4 separate regions of the Sus scrofa genome follow, and all the other regions are linked to region 1. The links are chromatin contacts, called in public targeted proximity ligation maps. All regions are on one chromosome and are shown on one strand. The core of a region is the stretch at or near the end of the contact, and the rest is flanking DNA. Distances in the headings are between cores, read along the strand shown.

What was found.
Region 2: a contact with region 1 is called in a targeted proximity ligation map of skeletal muscle. A contact is called at or near these places in 1 of 5 promoter capture datasets (liver), 10 of 47 Hi-C or Micro-C datasets (embryonic fibroblasts, fibroblasts, liver and 4 more) and 2 of 2 datasets of targeted methods (alveolar macrophages and skeletal muscle).
Region 3: a targeted proximity ligation map of skeletal muscle shows a contact between it and region 1. A contact is called at or near these places in 2 of 5 promoter capture datasets (fetal liver and liver), 14 of 47 Hi-C or Micro-C datasets (adipocytes, brain, embryonic fibroblasts and 10 more) and 2 of 2 datasets of targeted methods (alveolar macrophages and skeletal muscle).
Region 4: a contact with region 1 is called in a targeted proximity ligation map of skeletal muscle. A contact is called at or near these places in 1 of 5 promoter capture datasets (liver), 8 of 47 Hi-C or Micro-C datasets (brain, embryonic fibroblasts, fetal heart ventricle and 2 more) and 1 of 2 datasets of targeted methods (skeletal muscle).

What each region holds. Positions count from the first base shown.
Region 1 is chr3:93,370,054-93,373,929 of Sscrofa11.1, forward strand. CALM2 (calmodulin) reads left to right here and starts at 1,712. Exons shown (of 6, transcript XM_003125163.4): 1 at 1,712-2,062. The coding sequence starts at 2,060.
Region 2 is chr3:93,494,634-93,498,509 of Sscrofa11.1, forward strand. The region is part of intron 15 of TTC7A (tetratricopeptide repeat protein 7A); the gene reads right to left. Among named protein-coding and RNA genes, the nearest start is that of TTC7A, 95 kb to the right of the region's middle.
Region 3 is chr3:93,262,499-93,266,374 of Sscrofa11.1, forward strand. No RefSeq gene overlaps it. Among named protein-coding and RNA genes, the nearest start is that of EPCAM, 79 kb to the left of the region's middle.
Region 4 is chr3:93,459,266-93,463,141 of Sscrofa11.1, forward strand. It overlaps TTC7A (tetratricopeptide repeat protein 7A), which reads right to left. Exons shown (of 20, transcript XM_021087552.1): 20 at 1-584. The coding sequence ends at 363. Among named protein-coding and RNA genes, the nearest start is that of STPG4, 75 kb to the left of the region's middle.

The DNA.
Region 1 (3,876 bases), core at 462-2,961:
ACAAAACAAAACAAAGTTTCAAAAATTAAAAATTTCATGTGTCATGAAATGAACATAAAATTTACTATCTTAACCATTTTTTTTTTTTTTTTTAATCATGCCAGGGGCATACAGAAGCTCAGGGGCAGGGGATCAGACCCTTGCACAGCCGTGACCCATGCTGTGACAGTGCCAGATTCTTAACCTGCTGAGTCCTCAGGGAACTCCCAGTCTCAACCATTTTAAAGTGTAGAGTTCAGTGGTAGAGTATATTCATAGTATTGTGCAACCATGGCCACCATCCATCCCCACAACTCTTTTCATCTTGTCAAACCAAAGCTCTTATCTATGTCCATGAAACAATAATTCCCCATTCCCCCTTTCCACAGCCCCTGACAACCATTCTTCTGTTTCTGTGATTTTGACTATTCTAAGTACCTCATATAAATGGCATCATACGGTATTTTTCTTTTTTGTGACTTACTTCACTTAATATCCTCAAGGTTCATCCATGTTATGGTATATTGCAGAATTTTTCTGGCTGAATAATATTCCATTGCTGTAGCCACAGATGTTACCACACTTTGCTTATCCTTTCATCCAGTGATGGACATTTGGGTTGCTTCCACATTTTAGCTATCGTGAATAATGCTATGAAACATGGGTGTACCAATAGCTTTCAAGATTCTGCTTTCCGTTTTTTTGGGTATATATACCAAGAAGTAGAGTTGCTGGATCATATGGTAATTCTATTTTTAACTTTTTAAGGAACTGCCATATCCTTTTCCACAGTGGCTGTACCATTTTACATTCCCACCAACAGTGCAAAAGGGTGCCAATTCCAAAGAGCTAACTTTTATGTGGATTTAAAAATGCTCACTTAAATGAGAGGTTAGAGACTCAAAAGGGCAAATTCACTATGAAATTCACCAAGACCATATATATTATGGCTTTATTACAATTAAACCAACCCTGTGCCAGGTTCTTTAACATTTTATCTGAACGCTAATCTGTATATGATTTTAATTCTTACAGTAATCTTTCAAGTAGGTATTATAACCTCTATTTTATAAATGAAGCTAAAGATTAAATGACCCATCCAAGGTTATACCTCTAAGTGGCTAAAACAATACTCATAACGAAGGTCTCACTCCAAGTCAGAACCCTATTATTCCACAATATCAAGGGGTTATTGAGAGTGACTAGTTTCACAGAATCTCGGATGCTGTTGTTTCTGAGTGACTTTTTTTTTTTTTTTTTCTGGTAAATTACCCCTGATACTGAAGGAAAGTATACACGGAAGATTCTTTCAGATTAATCAGCTGAGCAGCTGCGTTCGGCCTTACCCACATTTTCATGGGTTTGACACGGAATGTGGCCTCCATGAGGCCCAAATACAAGGCTGAGGAGGTGGGCGCGGGGTACGGGTTTCCCTGGGTCTTGTAGCTTCATTCTTTATTGGCTTAGGGTGTTTTCGTAGACCCCTACACAAGGGGCGGGAATGTGTGTGACTGCGGCGGGGAAGGATGGGCGGAGGAGGAAGACTATCCAGCCAAGCGCAAGGGAGACGACTCCGCCGCCTGGCGCAGTTGCCAGGACAGCGCGGCCTGAGCAGCAACGGCAGCAGCCACACCGCGTCCCGGCGGCGGCAGCGAGCCCTAGTGACGCATTGCAGGTACGAACCAGCCAATCAGAGACCGGTTCAACGACCATCGGGGTGCAGGTCGCCACCACTATGCTCTTCCGCGCCGCAAAGTAGTGCCCTTAGGCTCGACTCCACCAGCCCTTCAACGGCTCGCGAGGGAATGAAACCCATTTACGTCATCTGTTCGCCCCTTCCCTTTATCTCCTGAATCCTCGACCACATAACTGTGGATAAAGTGGTCTCGAGAGAAGTTGGAGGGGAGGGGGTTGGCCGGGACTCGTTTGTGATGTTCCGTTATCTGGTGTGCGGCGGAGGGATTTGGCGGAGGGAGGTGTTTATGAGGCGCTGGGGGCGGAGGAGGAGAATTAGTCCGAGTGGAGCGAGCGAGCTGAGTGGTTGTGTGGTCGCGTCCCGGAGACCGGTAGCGCTTGCAGCATGGTGAGTGCGTCGCTAATCTGCCGGCGCTCGACCTGTGGGGGAAGAGGCCGAAGCGAATTGACGAAAGCAGGGGAACTCGCTTCCTAACACTCTCCAGGGATGGTCTTCTCCAGGGGGATGGCGCGCTAGAGGCTGGGGGCGCCGGCGGCGGTTGTGTCGCAGGTGCTACCCCACCCCCATTTTCTTCAGGGAGGTGTCCCCTGGTGTGCTGGGGTCCAGGCCTACTGCCCCCGGGGCCGCGGAACTCCTCAGGGGCTGGCCTGGACGAGGATGGAGCCGGGGCTGGGGGCAGCCCGGCACCCAGGGGGAGGCGAGAGCGGGAGGGTGGGGGTTGCGGGAACACAGAAGCCTTGAGTCGGGCATCTTGAAAGGTCAGCCCGGGGCCGGATTCAAAAGCCCAACGGACGGTTGCTGCGGGCGCCAGGAAGCGTCTTTGTCCGCTTGCGGCCGCCATGCGCCGAGGGGGCGGGCGGGAGCGCGCGAGGCCCGGGGCGAGCGCCCGCGCCGACGTTAGCCCGCGGCCCCCGCGTGCCGGGCCGGGAGGGGCGGGGGGCGAGCGAGCGGGCGGGCGGGCCGTGTGGGCCGAGCCCGCGCGGCGCGGGGAGCGGCCGGGGGCGGGGCTGCGGGCGCGGGGCTGGAGCCGCAAGCCACCGCCCGCTCGCCCGCCCGGCTCGGCTCAGCTCGCGCCCCAGCTGCTGCGCTGGCACCTGCAGGGCTGCGGAGGTCCGGGCTGCCCGCGGTGCTGCGGGGCAGGCGGGTCGGGCAGGAGTGGGGGAGGGAGAGCTTGGCGGTTTCCCTCCCCGCTGGCAGCGCGAAGGAAGCTTGTTGAATCTTGATCTTCCTACTCCATCTGGGCCCTGGGGCCTAATTCCACCCCCCGACTGGACACTTAAAAAAAAAAATTTTTTTTTAAGCGGTGCTGTCGTTGAAGAAACGGCTTTATTAAGTCAGGCGCAGCTTTGCACTGCGTATCTTGTTAGAGAAAGCCGGAGACTCCAGCCAAGGTCTATAAGACGTTTCCCAGTCACCTACCTAAAGCCAGCCCCGGGGTGACTGCTGTTCGGTTGTGAACGTCTGGTCTTATCCTTCTGTGACAATTGGAAGGGTGCCTTTGAGAAGGGTCCCCGTCCTCTTCTGGAGTACTCACGTGCACGCCGAAGTGTTACCGCACACGGTATTGCCCCGCTCTAACCTTCATGAAAGTAACTTGTATTTTCGTAGAGAAAGTGCCATATCATCTTAACGTTCGGTTTAATTCATTTGTACAGTAATGGCTGTGAAAGACTGTCGTGATAGAAGAGTATTATTGGGGGGTAGGGAATTTTTAAGAAGCATTTTCTTGTCACTGGTCTTGCCTGGCTTTTTTTTTTTTTTTTTTTTTTTTAAGTGAAGGCTGTAATTTGCAATACTTATTTTGTGGTTCCTTCTGCCAAGTGGTTACAGGCGATGGGTGTGTCCAGAAGGCAAGGTGACATCTTAAACAGGAGTTGGGAATCTTTGCCAACTGAAACCCAGGCTGTATATGGGTGTGGGGAGAGGAATTCACATTTGTTTGACGTACTCGTTCCATCTTGATATCTTAAATTATTTTATTCTAACTTTGAATATGCTGGTTGAGTTTATCTTTTAGGTGAAACAGGGTGTACACTATAGGCATGTATAAGATTCTAAATTGAGTAATTAAAATTTCTTAAATGAAAATGAAGGTTTCTCAAGAGCTTAAATGGGTTTTCTTGGCGAGGCATAGAATTTGTATCTGCCCTTTCGTGGACTTTTGCCAATGGTAAGCTTTTGTAGTTAATGTTTGCATCATT
Region 2 (3,876 bases), core at 943-3,442, 130 kb after region 1:
TGAAAGGGAGAGGGCCATAGGCCCGTCTTTATTATCTTCCCATGGACTAACCCCTGCCTTGGAAGGGACACTTACGGCAGCTTTTCTCAGCTCTAAAAACCCATCATTTTTCCTTGGTTCTGTTTTTTCTCAGCTCTGAAAACCCATCATTTTTCCTTGGTTCTGGAGGAATACACCGACCCATGTCCCCTAATCTTTCAAGGTTTGCACTGACGCTCTACCTCATAATGAATTCATTCAATATGCTTTGACTTTGAAGCTTTAAAATTGAGAGCCCGCAAGCTTCTGCCTCCAGGATTAGCACCTCTTTGCTTCAAAGCCCTGCCCCACCTGCAGAACAGCCACCAGCACCCACAGCACACCCTTAGCTTTCCTGACAGATGTCTGAACCAGGGGCCTTCCGGCCCGGCTTCCTTCAGAGGCAGGTCACCTCCAGTTACCGCTGGACACAAATTCTTAATCTTGAAATATATGAACCAAACCCCACAGACCCATTCCAAACTCATTCCAGGGTGGAAGAATTTCCAGAAAGCAGGTACTTCAACGGAACAAATGTTTGCTCCAGCGCAGCATAAGACACCAAGAAGCAAACACCTTGGTCTTGGTCTATAATCTCTACCCAGGGAGCAGACCTGGGGACCTAAGACCACCCACTGCAGGGGCAGGGGCAGCCTTACTTAATGGGCATTAAAAAGCCTCCTGGATCCTTTCCCAGGGACTTGGGAATGGGCCACGCCTGCTTGAAAACCAAAGGCTCCGGGAACACAGTGCCTGCCTCCAGCAAATGTGGATCCTCCAGGAGGATCAGGAAGCAAAGGGCTAACCACTTTATTTATTTGTTTTTTTAGGGCTGCACCTGCAGCATATGGAAGTTCCCAGGCTAGGGGTCAAATGGGAGCTACAGCTGCCGGCCTATGCCACAGCCATAGCAACGCAGGAACCAAGTCGCATCTGTGACCTACGCCACAGTGCATGGCAGTGCTGGATCCTTAAGCCACTGAGTGGGGGCCAGGGATCAAACCCACACCTTCATGGACACTAGTTAGGTGGGTTACCTCTGAGCTACAAAGGGAACTCCCCCAAACCACTTTCAAACAAAGAATTCCTTTTGGAAAGCCTGCAAATAACTGTCTGTCCCCCCTTTCCATCTTCTTCCCCAAATCAAACCCCCTGGATCATCTACCCTCCTAGCTGGAGTGTAAGCAGAAGCCACAGAGAGAGTGAGGACACTAGCAGACTGCAGTGTCACACAGTGAGGTCACAGGAGGCTCCACAGAACAACCAGAGAAGGGACATGCTGAATGTCAACCCAGCTTAGCTGAGCAGGAGCTGACCTTTGGGGAAGAGTGGGCCAGTGCCCATGATTATGGCTGGCTTAACACTCCCATCAACCACATGCCCTGCAAGTTTACCCTGCGGCTCTTGTCCTCACCAGGGACTGTGGCAGCCAAAAATGTCTAATGAACCTGGCAAGGTGAAAAACTCTGTTTGTGCTAATACCTTTGATTCCAGCCCCCTCGCTGAAGCACTGGTATTTTAAGTGTCCTTTTGATCTATGGCAAGTCCCTAATAAGAACCATCCAGCAAACATGCCGAGTTTAAGGTGGAGATATTCACAGAAGCCCCAGGCCTCCGATCATTTCTGCACGACTGGACATTTAACACACGCAAACCTAAGAAAAAGGTGAGGCTGGCCAGGTAGGGAATCAGAGGGGAGCCCTTGAAGCTGACGTTGGCCTTAGCCGGATTCAGCCAAGGTCTGGCCCCAGCTAACACCTAGTCTGTCAACTCAAACATTTTCCAAAACAGCCCAGGTTTCCTGGGGGAGATGCTGTGACTGGTTCCATTTGTTTCTACGTGGCGAGCTCTGGCTTGTCAAGAGGGCCATATAGCTCCTGCTCTGGGGAGCGCTCCCTAGGGCTCCGACACCCCTTCCCCCAGGACCTTCCAAGTGTTCCAGGACCTGGGCTGGGCAGAAACTCCCAGGCAGAGTGGGAGGAGGTGGCCCTGCCACCGAGGGGAAGGGAAGGACAAACCAGTTGGCTCCTCTTCTGCCAACCAACCCATGGCCTGGGCTTTCAAAACCGGTCTGGCAGGCTGCCAGGCCCAGGGTGGGAGCAGTGACTGACGGACTGGTTATTGGAAAGCTCCCATCATTAGCCCAGGAATGTTGTTTGGTTACTATGGCGACCGTCCCCTGACAAGCGGCCTGACTAAAGCACAAGGAATCTGTTACCTAAAACCAGCACCCGACGGAGTCCGTGGCTTCGGGAACCAAGCTTATCAGCAGCCTGTTCCCCATGACCCTCCCAGCTGAGTCCCAATCCGGAGAAGCGACCCACACAGGCATCTCTGCGCTGGCTGCTGGACCTCTCCCATTCCGAGGCCTGATCTGGCTCGGAACCCAGCTCCAAACAGGGAGCCTGCTGCCCCCTTGAGGCCCCCTACACACCGGCCAGCGACAGCCCGGCCTGCCCATGTGTCCAGGGCTTCTTAGCCTGAAGCCCCTGGGATTTCAGGAAACTGCTTGGGTGTCTGGTCTCCCCCCACACACCCTGTGCCAGGTTCACGCTGTCCCCACAGGGCATTGTTCTCTGCCTTATCACGTTCCTGCCTTTTGAAACGCAAGCTCTGTTAACGAACAGCCGCCCCGCCGCACGGAAACTGAGATCCTCTTTGCTTTGCCTTCTAATCCCTGAATTCAGGAGGGTTTTCAAAAGTCAACTCCACGAAAGCTGGGTTTTTCTCCCGGAGGCTTAAGTCTCCCTGTAGGAATGGTGACCTCTTGGGCAGCTACGGAGTCCGAACACCTTATCACAGCAGCCCGCTCCCCACCGCCTGGCCCATGGCCTGCACTGCCTCCCTCACAACCCAGATCACAGCCTTACACTGTTTGTGGACCATCTTCCAGACCCGCACCCCCACCCCCACCCGCCCCGCTGTCCTTGAACCCAGTAGCAAAACCGCTTGTGCAATCTTTTCTTATCTGAGTCTCACAAGACCTTGGAGGTAGAGGGAGGTCGGACAGATGGGAGCCTTTAAGCAGAGGAGAGGATGGAGGCACGTGAAGGAGGGGCAAGCTGGAGGTGGCACAGGCAGGGACCTGCTATGGCTCCCACGTGGGGACAGGCTCACGAGGACAGGGGTCTGTGCCACCCACCAGCATCGCCTGTGCCAGGCCTCCTCCACCCCTGACACCACCCTGCCAGCCTCTCCTTCACTAAGGCAGCCTGTGCAGAAAGGAAGCGCCTCAACAGGTCCCAGCCACCTGACACAGCCATCGGCAGGGCACTGGGTGGCAGACAGACCCAGACCACAGGCCTTTAAGTGCTTAGAATACAGACCTTGTTGGGGATGCTGAGGTCAGGGCGAAGGGGATTGATTTTTTTTTTTCCCCTTTGGCCGCAGTGATATTTATGGGGTGAGAGGTTTAATTAACTGCCGTGGCAACAGCTGGAGCCACACACAGCGTGTTCCCAATGCAGGGAGCAGCTGGAGTGGCAGGATGCAGTTTCAATTGAAGAGCAATGACATTCTTCAGTGATCCCTGACCGGTAATGGACTCAATGACATTTCCTGCTAATCCATGGGTTTCATCTGTGGGGAAAAGTTACTGACTTATTTGCAAAGAGCTAGGGTCACTCCGGAGTGCTGTGTGGCAGGGGGAGCTTCCACCCCCATTCCCAACTCTCTCTCTCTCTCCCTGCTCCCTATTTTTTTAAGGTTTTTTTGGTTGGTTGGTTTTGGTGTTGGCTTAAGACAACAGAACTATATGCTCTCACAGTTCTGGAAGCCAGAAGCCCCCTACGTATTTTTTTCCAGTTAGTTTGGCAGCCTTTAGGGCTGGCCCAGATCAAGAAGGAGCCCCTCAGGGTC
Region 3 (3,876 bases), core at 688-3,187, 110 kb before region 1:
CTGGACAGGGAACAAAATAGATAAAGTTCTCTGTTTCCATGGAGCTTACCTTCTTGTTGGGGAGGCAGACAACATACAGAAATAAATACTATGTCGTGTTGTGATAAGTGCTAGAAGAAAAGCTAAGGGGGCTAAGGGCACAGAGGATGGTGGAGGTATTATTTTAGACAGGATGGTCGGGGAAAGCCTCTCGCCATAAGGTGGCATTTAAATAGAGACCTTCAGGAGTTCCCATCATGGCTCAGTGGTTAACGAATCTGAATAGGAACCATGAGGTTGCGGGTTCGATCCCTGGCCTTGCTCAGTGGGTTAAGGATCTGGCGCTGCTGTGAGCTGAGGTGTGGGTCGCAGATGCAGCTCGGATCCCGTGTTGCTGTGGCTCTGGTGTAGGCCGGTGGCTGCAGCTCCGATTCGACCCCTAGCCTGGGAACCTCCATATGCCACCGGAGCAGCCCAAGAAATGGCAAAAAGACAAATAAATAAATAAATAAACAAAGAGAGACCTGCAGGAGGTGAGGGAGTGGGTCACGTAGCAATCTGGGGAACCAGCATTCCAGGGAGAGGAAATAGCCAAGTGTCAAAATGCAGGGTGAATAGGCAAGTGTCAAAAAGGGTGAGAGTGTGTCTGATGAGTTTAAGGGACAGCAGCAAAGAGGCCAATATGGCCGTAGTGGCAAGTGAGGGGAAGAGCTGTTAGGAGAGGAGCTCTGAGAAATTAGTAAGCAAAAAAAAAATTATATATATATACATATATACACACACACATATATGTCACAGGTGTGGCCCCGAAAAGCAAAAGAAAGAAAGAAAGAAAGAAAGAAAGAAAGAAAGAAAGAAAGAAAGAAAGAAAGAAAGAAAGAAAGAAAGAAAGAAATTAGTAAGCAGCGGGGCCCAGAGCACCTTGAACCTTCAAGCCAGGATGGAAGCTTCAGTTTTTACCCCAAGGGAGATGGGGAGCTATTGCAAGGATTTGAGAAGAGAGACCATCTAACTTAAATTTATGAGCATTCATGATCTTATGGGACTCCTGGCTACTCTCTGGAAAACAGACTGTCCATGGTGGATGCTCATGAAGGCCATATGTAACATGGGACCAGATGCAAATGGTCCTTGAGGACAGCATGAGCTTATCCTTGATTGGTCAGGAAATCGGCTCGTTTGTTCTCTTTAGATTATATTCTTCTTCTCCTTTAGAGAAGTGCCACAGCTGATGAGGGTTTTCTGGCCCTAATCATTGAATGAGCCTGGAGAAACCAGACAGAACTCATGGGAAATAAACCAAGAAGGTGGCCTGCTCAACTGAAAGATACCAACTTTGCCTGTAACCATATATACCCCTAAAAGTCAAGGCAGACTTCCTGGAGGAGGGGGCCTCAACTATCCAGCGATTAATAAAAGGCAAAGCATGGCAGGAGAAACTAGCCTTTCACAGTCCCAGCACTGCCGCAATACGACTGCTGGCTCTGAGTCACCTTCAGGATGGCCCTGGCAAATGAGCACTAATAAAAAGCTTGGCTGAGACAAGGAATCAACGACTTTGACTACCTCCTCCTTCCAAGACCCTCCCCAGGCATATCTGGTAAATCCTCAGCGTTAAACTATCCAATAAAAGTTGCGGATGTCAGCACTCCACCCCTCCAAAGAATGGAATCTCTAACGGTAGAATTTCAAGCACCTGGTAAGGCCAGCTCCTAACATTCTTTAGGCTAGGGCACTTCCGGGAGCGCCTCTATTTCTATGACAAAAAAGGCTCCGCTTCCCACCTTCTTTTTCCAGGAAGGAGCGCAGAGACTGCAGACACGCGGAGAGAGGCCTGAGCGGGCGGCGAGGTTCCCGGGGTGTGCCAGCCGCCCGCGGGGTCCGGGTCCCCGCACGCAGGGGCGGCGGCCGCGCGTGCAGCGGAGGCCGGCGCTCGGCAGGGGGCGCATAGGACCCGCTCGGCGCGCCGGAGTCTGGCCTCCCCCTCCTCCCTCGTGGTCGATTCCGCTCCCCATAGCCCACAGCCCCACCGCCCAAGCGCTCGCCCAGCCTCTGGGCGTGTGCAGGCGTCCTAGGGAAGCGCCTTCCCAGGCCATCCTTCAGCCATCCTCTGCTCCCTTCCCCCGCCGCCCAGCCCTGTTTCCGGTTGTACCACCCCCTCCATAGGCCAACCCCCTTTTCCCGCAATTCCTTCTTTTCCAGGTGTGGCCGGCGCGGGCGCGGAGGTCTGGCTAGGCTGTGACCGGAGGACTTGGGCCTGGGAGTAGAGGTTTTGTGGAAAGAAGCTGCAGGTGACAGATCAGAGCCAACTTCCCCCCACACCCGGTCCTCGCCCTTGACCCGCTTGGCCCCAAATCTTGGGGCTGGGCGCTTGAGCCAAGAGTAGTGTCCTGGGCCTGGGAAAGGAGGGAAGGTGTCTGTTCTCTTTACCTGTTTGTCTGTGCGGGGCCTGGTTGGGACCAGTCAATATTTGAATGAATGAAAAAGAAAGAAATGGATTTTGTTATTCTTACCAGTTATTTTTATTATGCTATATAAAATATTTAATGGTATATAAGGCTTTCTTCTTTATAAATTTTAGTTGCATAATACACACAATTTTAATATAATGCTAATTTTTAAAGAAAAATTGAAATGTAATAGATAATACTAAATAATAAACATGAAAGCCATACAAAATGGGATAAAGTATAGAATAAATTTCCTATTTGTCTCAGCATATTTTCCATTCCACTTCTCCATAGGGAGTCACTTAATATGTTTCTTAAGATCCATGATATAATAATCAGTGTGAATGTAATTGTTTAAATATATGTATTTTATTCTGTAAAAAAAAAAAAAAAAAGAAAAAAAGAAAGAAAGAAAGAAAGAAATGGAAAGTCAGTCTCTCTGCCCAAGACTTGGCTCTGGCTGGCTCTGGGCTGGCACATGACCTCTCAGCAAGATTGACCACTTACCTTGTTCCTTACCTGTCTGTCTCCCCAAGACTATCTTTCCACACCTCACAGCATTCATTTCACCTCCCTTTGCTGCTCAAATACCCTCACTAGCCTCTGATCCAAATTTCTTCTCCTCTTGAATTCAAAGCTTCTACAGTCTTGCCACACAACATACTTAGGATGCATGTATGCGCTTCTGCTTGAATCTGCTCTCCAGCTACACTAAATCTACTCATGTTTTTCTGAACCTAACTTGACCTGGTTTTCCTCTTAGGAGTGGCCCTTCCCCTTTGCCCCTATGGCAACACCATTTCCATTGCCTCCAAATCTTTCTCTTCCTTCAGGGTCCTGCCTCAAACTCTATTCCTTTCGTTCACGAAGCAGTCCCTCACTTTTTCAGCCCAGAGTAAGTTTTCTCAGCTCTGTCCTCCTATATAGGATACACTCCTTGGCCCTTTTTTGATACCAGTTATCTGTGGTGCTTTGTCATATAGTAGTTATGTACCTATCCTTTCTCTCCCACTAAATTGTAAACTTTTGGGAGTTCCCATTGTGGCTCAGTGGAAACGAATCCATGAGGATTCAGGTTCGATCCCTGGCCTCGCTCAGTGGGTTAAGGATCCGCCATTGCTGTGAGCTGTGGTGTAGGTCACAGAAGCTGCTTGGATCTGGCGTGGCTGTGGGTATGGTGTAGGCTGATGGCTATAGCTCCGAGTGGACCCCTAGACTGGAAACCTCTATCTGCCACAGGTGCAGCCCTAAAAAGACAGAAAAAAAAAATGTAAACTTTTGGAAGACAGGGTCCAAATCTTATTTATCTTTCTCCTGCTTCATTTCATTGCACATTTATTGAGCATCTATCACATACCAGGCATAGAGTTTAGCACATATGATCCCCAAATAGTCTAGGACACAATCCCCCCCAATGAAGTTGGGGAGAAAAAAAGACATATGGGGC
Region 4 (3,876 bases), core at 841-3,340, 90 kb after region 1:
AAGCCTCGGAGACCCTTACCACACACTTAGCTGATGTGGATGCGCTGCAGAGAGGTCCCCACGTTGATGTGGCCTCCCAGCTAGTTGTGTGCTCATAAAGGCCACGATGTCCGAGTTCCAAGGAACAAGGGATTTGTTTCTGATGCAAATCTGGTCCTCCCAGCTCCAGATGAGCAGCTCCCAGTCCCAGCTGGGCCTGAGGAGAAGTAGGGGCGAGGTGGCGGAGGCGAGGAGAAGGAGGGCTGCAGCCAGCAGAAGTGTCCCCTAGAGCTGTATTTCCCTGAGGCCCTGCACCTCCCCTGACCCGGGCTCTAGCGGCCTGCCTGTCACCCGCCCTCCCTTCCGGCTGCTGCCACGTGGCATCAGAGTTCTCGGGGGATGATGGAGAAGGGCAGCACTGGGCTGCTGGCCTCCAGCTCGAGGGCGGTGAGGAAGCAGTCGGTGGCAGCCTCGCTCTGGCCCTGGGCCTGCAGCACCTCGCCCAGGCCCTGCCAGGCCTCGTGGCAGGTGCTCTGCCTCTCCACGGCGTCCCGCAGCACCTTCTGGGCCAGGCTCTTACGGCCCAGCCGACTCAGCATCAGCCCCTGGGGAGCAAGCACAGGGTGGGGTGAGTGAGGCTGTCCCTGGGCCGGGGGTGTCCAATGGGCTAAGAAGCAGAAGCACGTGTGGCCACGAGCCAGGGTGGGCCCGCCTCTCAGGCTTGGGGATGTCAAGTGACAGGTCGTGACCCACGTGAGTCCTGTCTGTCTGTCCCAGCCTGGCTTCCATCCAGCCCGGCCTCCTGGGTCACCTGCAGTGGGAACTCTGCCCCTCCTGGCCCCAGGGGATGGGCTTTCAACTCAGCAGACCTGGCTTTGGGTCTCCCCAGTACAGCTGCGGGACTCTGGGCACGTCACCGCTCTCTGGCCCTTGGGTTCCTCATTTGTAAATGCGAAGGACCACCGTGCCCACCTTTAGGGTTGTGACGTTTACACGACAGTACAGGCAAAGCACTTGAATGATGCCTGGCATGTGTGAACTCGAAGTCATGGGTGTGGACCCTGAGTCCCTGTGCTGCACTGTGGCACCGCCCTTCTCCCCAAGGCACACTCGAGACCGAGGAGGGTACACTCCAGGCTTGAGGGTGGAGGGACAGGTCCTGTGCCTACAGCAGTGGCCTGTCCTCCTGGGACTTAAAACCCAGCCCAGCCTGGCCTGGCAGGCGAGGGGTGCAGGAAGAGAGTCAGATGGCCAGAGACAGGGACGGATGGATGCTGGGTGAGGGGAGGGCCTCTGCGGAGGGGTCAGGACCACCCAGGAGGCTTGGCCCTGCTGTTTGGCTCCAACGACCCTGAGCAATAGAGGAAGTGATGGGACTGGTCCCAAAAGGGTTGGGAAGTGAAACTGGCACCCTGTTCCTTGATGTCCCCGTCCACCCACACTGAGGAGGATGTGGGGAGGTGGGGGGCCAGGGTCCTCATGTGACCTCCAGTCCCAGAAAGGTTGCTTTGCACCAACCCATCCAAGTGTGTTCCAGCCCTCAAAGGTGTCACAGAGCAGCACACAGCGCCGGGGGCCAGCCTCTCGTTCAAAGCCATAGATAAAGCCTGAACCACACTGGCTTCCTGGACAGGCGGGGGCTGAGGAGCTGCCTTCTATGTGCCTGGAGCCCCCTCGCGGGTGCCCGCCCACGGATGGCCATGTACATTTTTAGCTGGAACATTTTCCTCCCGCCGCACTCCCCAGAGTTAGGCCCTCCGTTGCTATGGAGACCCACTGGGGAAGATGCACATGGCTGATTTCATAAAGTCCTCTGAGGGCCTGGAACACGACCAATTAGGCAAGAGTAAAAGATGGGGCTCAGGAAGCCCTAGAAAAGCCCCTCTCTCCCTCTCTGGAGGTGCCGGCTGGCTGTCTTGGTGGCCAGGGGGCCGGGCAGGGAAGGGGAGCTGTTCGAGGCAGGGCCAAGCCGTCCTCAGGGAACCGCAGGGATGGGGGCGCACAGGGGAACCAGGGGCAGGGTGGAGGCTGAGGCACAGCCCCTGGATCTGGCCAGAGAGGAGCGGTGCTGACTCAGGGCTGCCCGGGACCGGAGGGCAGTGCCCAGCCTGACCGGCAGGGCTCCAGGCCAAGCTGTTCTGCCCGCATGGCCTGGGAGCTGGACCCTGAGCAGCTCATGATGGAACAGGGCCCACAGGGAGGAGGGCAGGAAGGCGAGACGACAGGCCGCCAGACACCACAATTAAGCACCAAAAATGGAAGGTTTGAGCCCTGTGAGTGCTGCCCATGGGGGAGCAACGAGGACGGACAGAGAAGGCCAGCAGCACCTCCCAGAGCGGGGGTGGGGCCCTGTGGTTTTTACACACCAAGTTTTCTCTATTGAGCTTCCATGGGAGACTTTGTTTGAAAAGTGGGCTCTACAGCTAAAAAATGAGTTTAAAAACCCCTGATCTTGAGAAGTGTGTAGGTGTTTGGGAAGGGGCCCAGATGCATCTGCAGCCTGAACAGGGCACAGGTATGTTTGGGGTGGGACGGAGGGTTGGTTTTCCTCGCGGTGCTGAAGGTTTTGGGGAGGCTTCTCTGTGTGTCCTGTGTAGAGGGACAAAGCCCAGGGCTGCAGAGCTGGAAGACCTGGCCGGGCTGGACTCCCAGCTCTGTCTCTGACAAGGGCCGTGACCGTGGGCAAGTGGCCCATTTTCTCGGAGCCACTGTTTCCTCATCTGTAATCTGGGGCAGCGAACAGTCCTCCTTTGTAGGCTACTGTGGGGATTCTGCAAGGATGGATTTGAAACTGGGTAGCAAGGCGCAGGTTGGGGCTGACAGCAAATGGAAGTGTCCCCAAGCTGAACAGAGGGTCAGGGTGGCGGGAAGGGGGGACAAGGAGGGTGCAGAAGAGCAGATTCCTTTAGAGGGCAAGGCTCCCCCTGGGGTTGGATCACGTCCCCCCCTCCCAACCCTGGGGTGCTGACCTTAGCGCCTGAAAGGAGACACCGGGGTCAGGCTGGGGCCTGGAGGCCCAGGGCCTGTAACAGGATCTGCGGCCACCTGCCCGAGACACCAGCCTGTTCAGTTCATGTTTGGTAGCAACTCGAGCTGTTTGCTGCCTGACAACTGGGCGGGGCCCCGCCCCAGGAAGATGCGAGGTCTCACCTGCTCTGCCCCCAGCTTGGCACTGGGCCGAGGGCCCACGGTCCGGCACCCTCTTGGCACCCTGACCCCCAGCTGCCCTGAGAACAGGTCTCCAGGGAGAAGGTGGGAACCCAGAACCGGCATCTCGATTGCATCCCAATGTCCCTGCTGACCCCTCCCGACCCTGTGCTGAGAGAGGAGACCAGACCTGCTGAGTGACTTTCAGCTTCTGACACTTGACCTGGGAGATGGCACGGCTGTGCCTCCCACGCCGGGATGGGAACGACGTGCATGCTGCTCAGGGTGACGGAGCATCACGCCTATAACGGGCGCCGCTCAGGGAGGGCAGGGCCACGGAGTTCCCAGGCCTTCCCGCCCTCATCATTCCCTCTTTCCTCCCTTCCTGGATCTCCGCGATGGCAGAGCCTCTGGCCACCGCTCCTCTACCTGGGACCCTGCTCCTCCCGAAGTCTTCCCCAAGGACGGCCCCTTCTGCCCACATGGTCACCTGAGATCGTGCTGTTACTGGGGGCTCGAGGATGCCATCCTGGACGCGCTCCCCTGAGGCTGAGGCAGGGGGCCTGGCACTACCAGCCCCACAGAACGGCAGCTCAACAGGGTCTGGGTGGCGGGATGTCCTGGATACAAAACCTGGCACACCAGCGGCCTTTACCTGTCCCTAGTGACCTCCTCGTAGGGCCACAAAGGCAGGCAACCTGAGAAGCCCCACCCCAGCTGGGGTCTGGTCTCGGGTTTGCAGGGAGACTG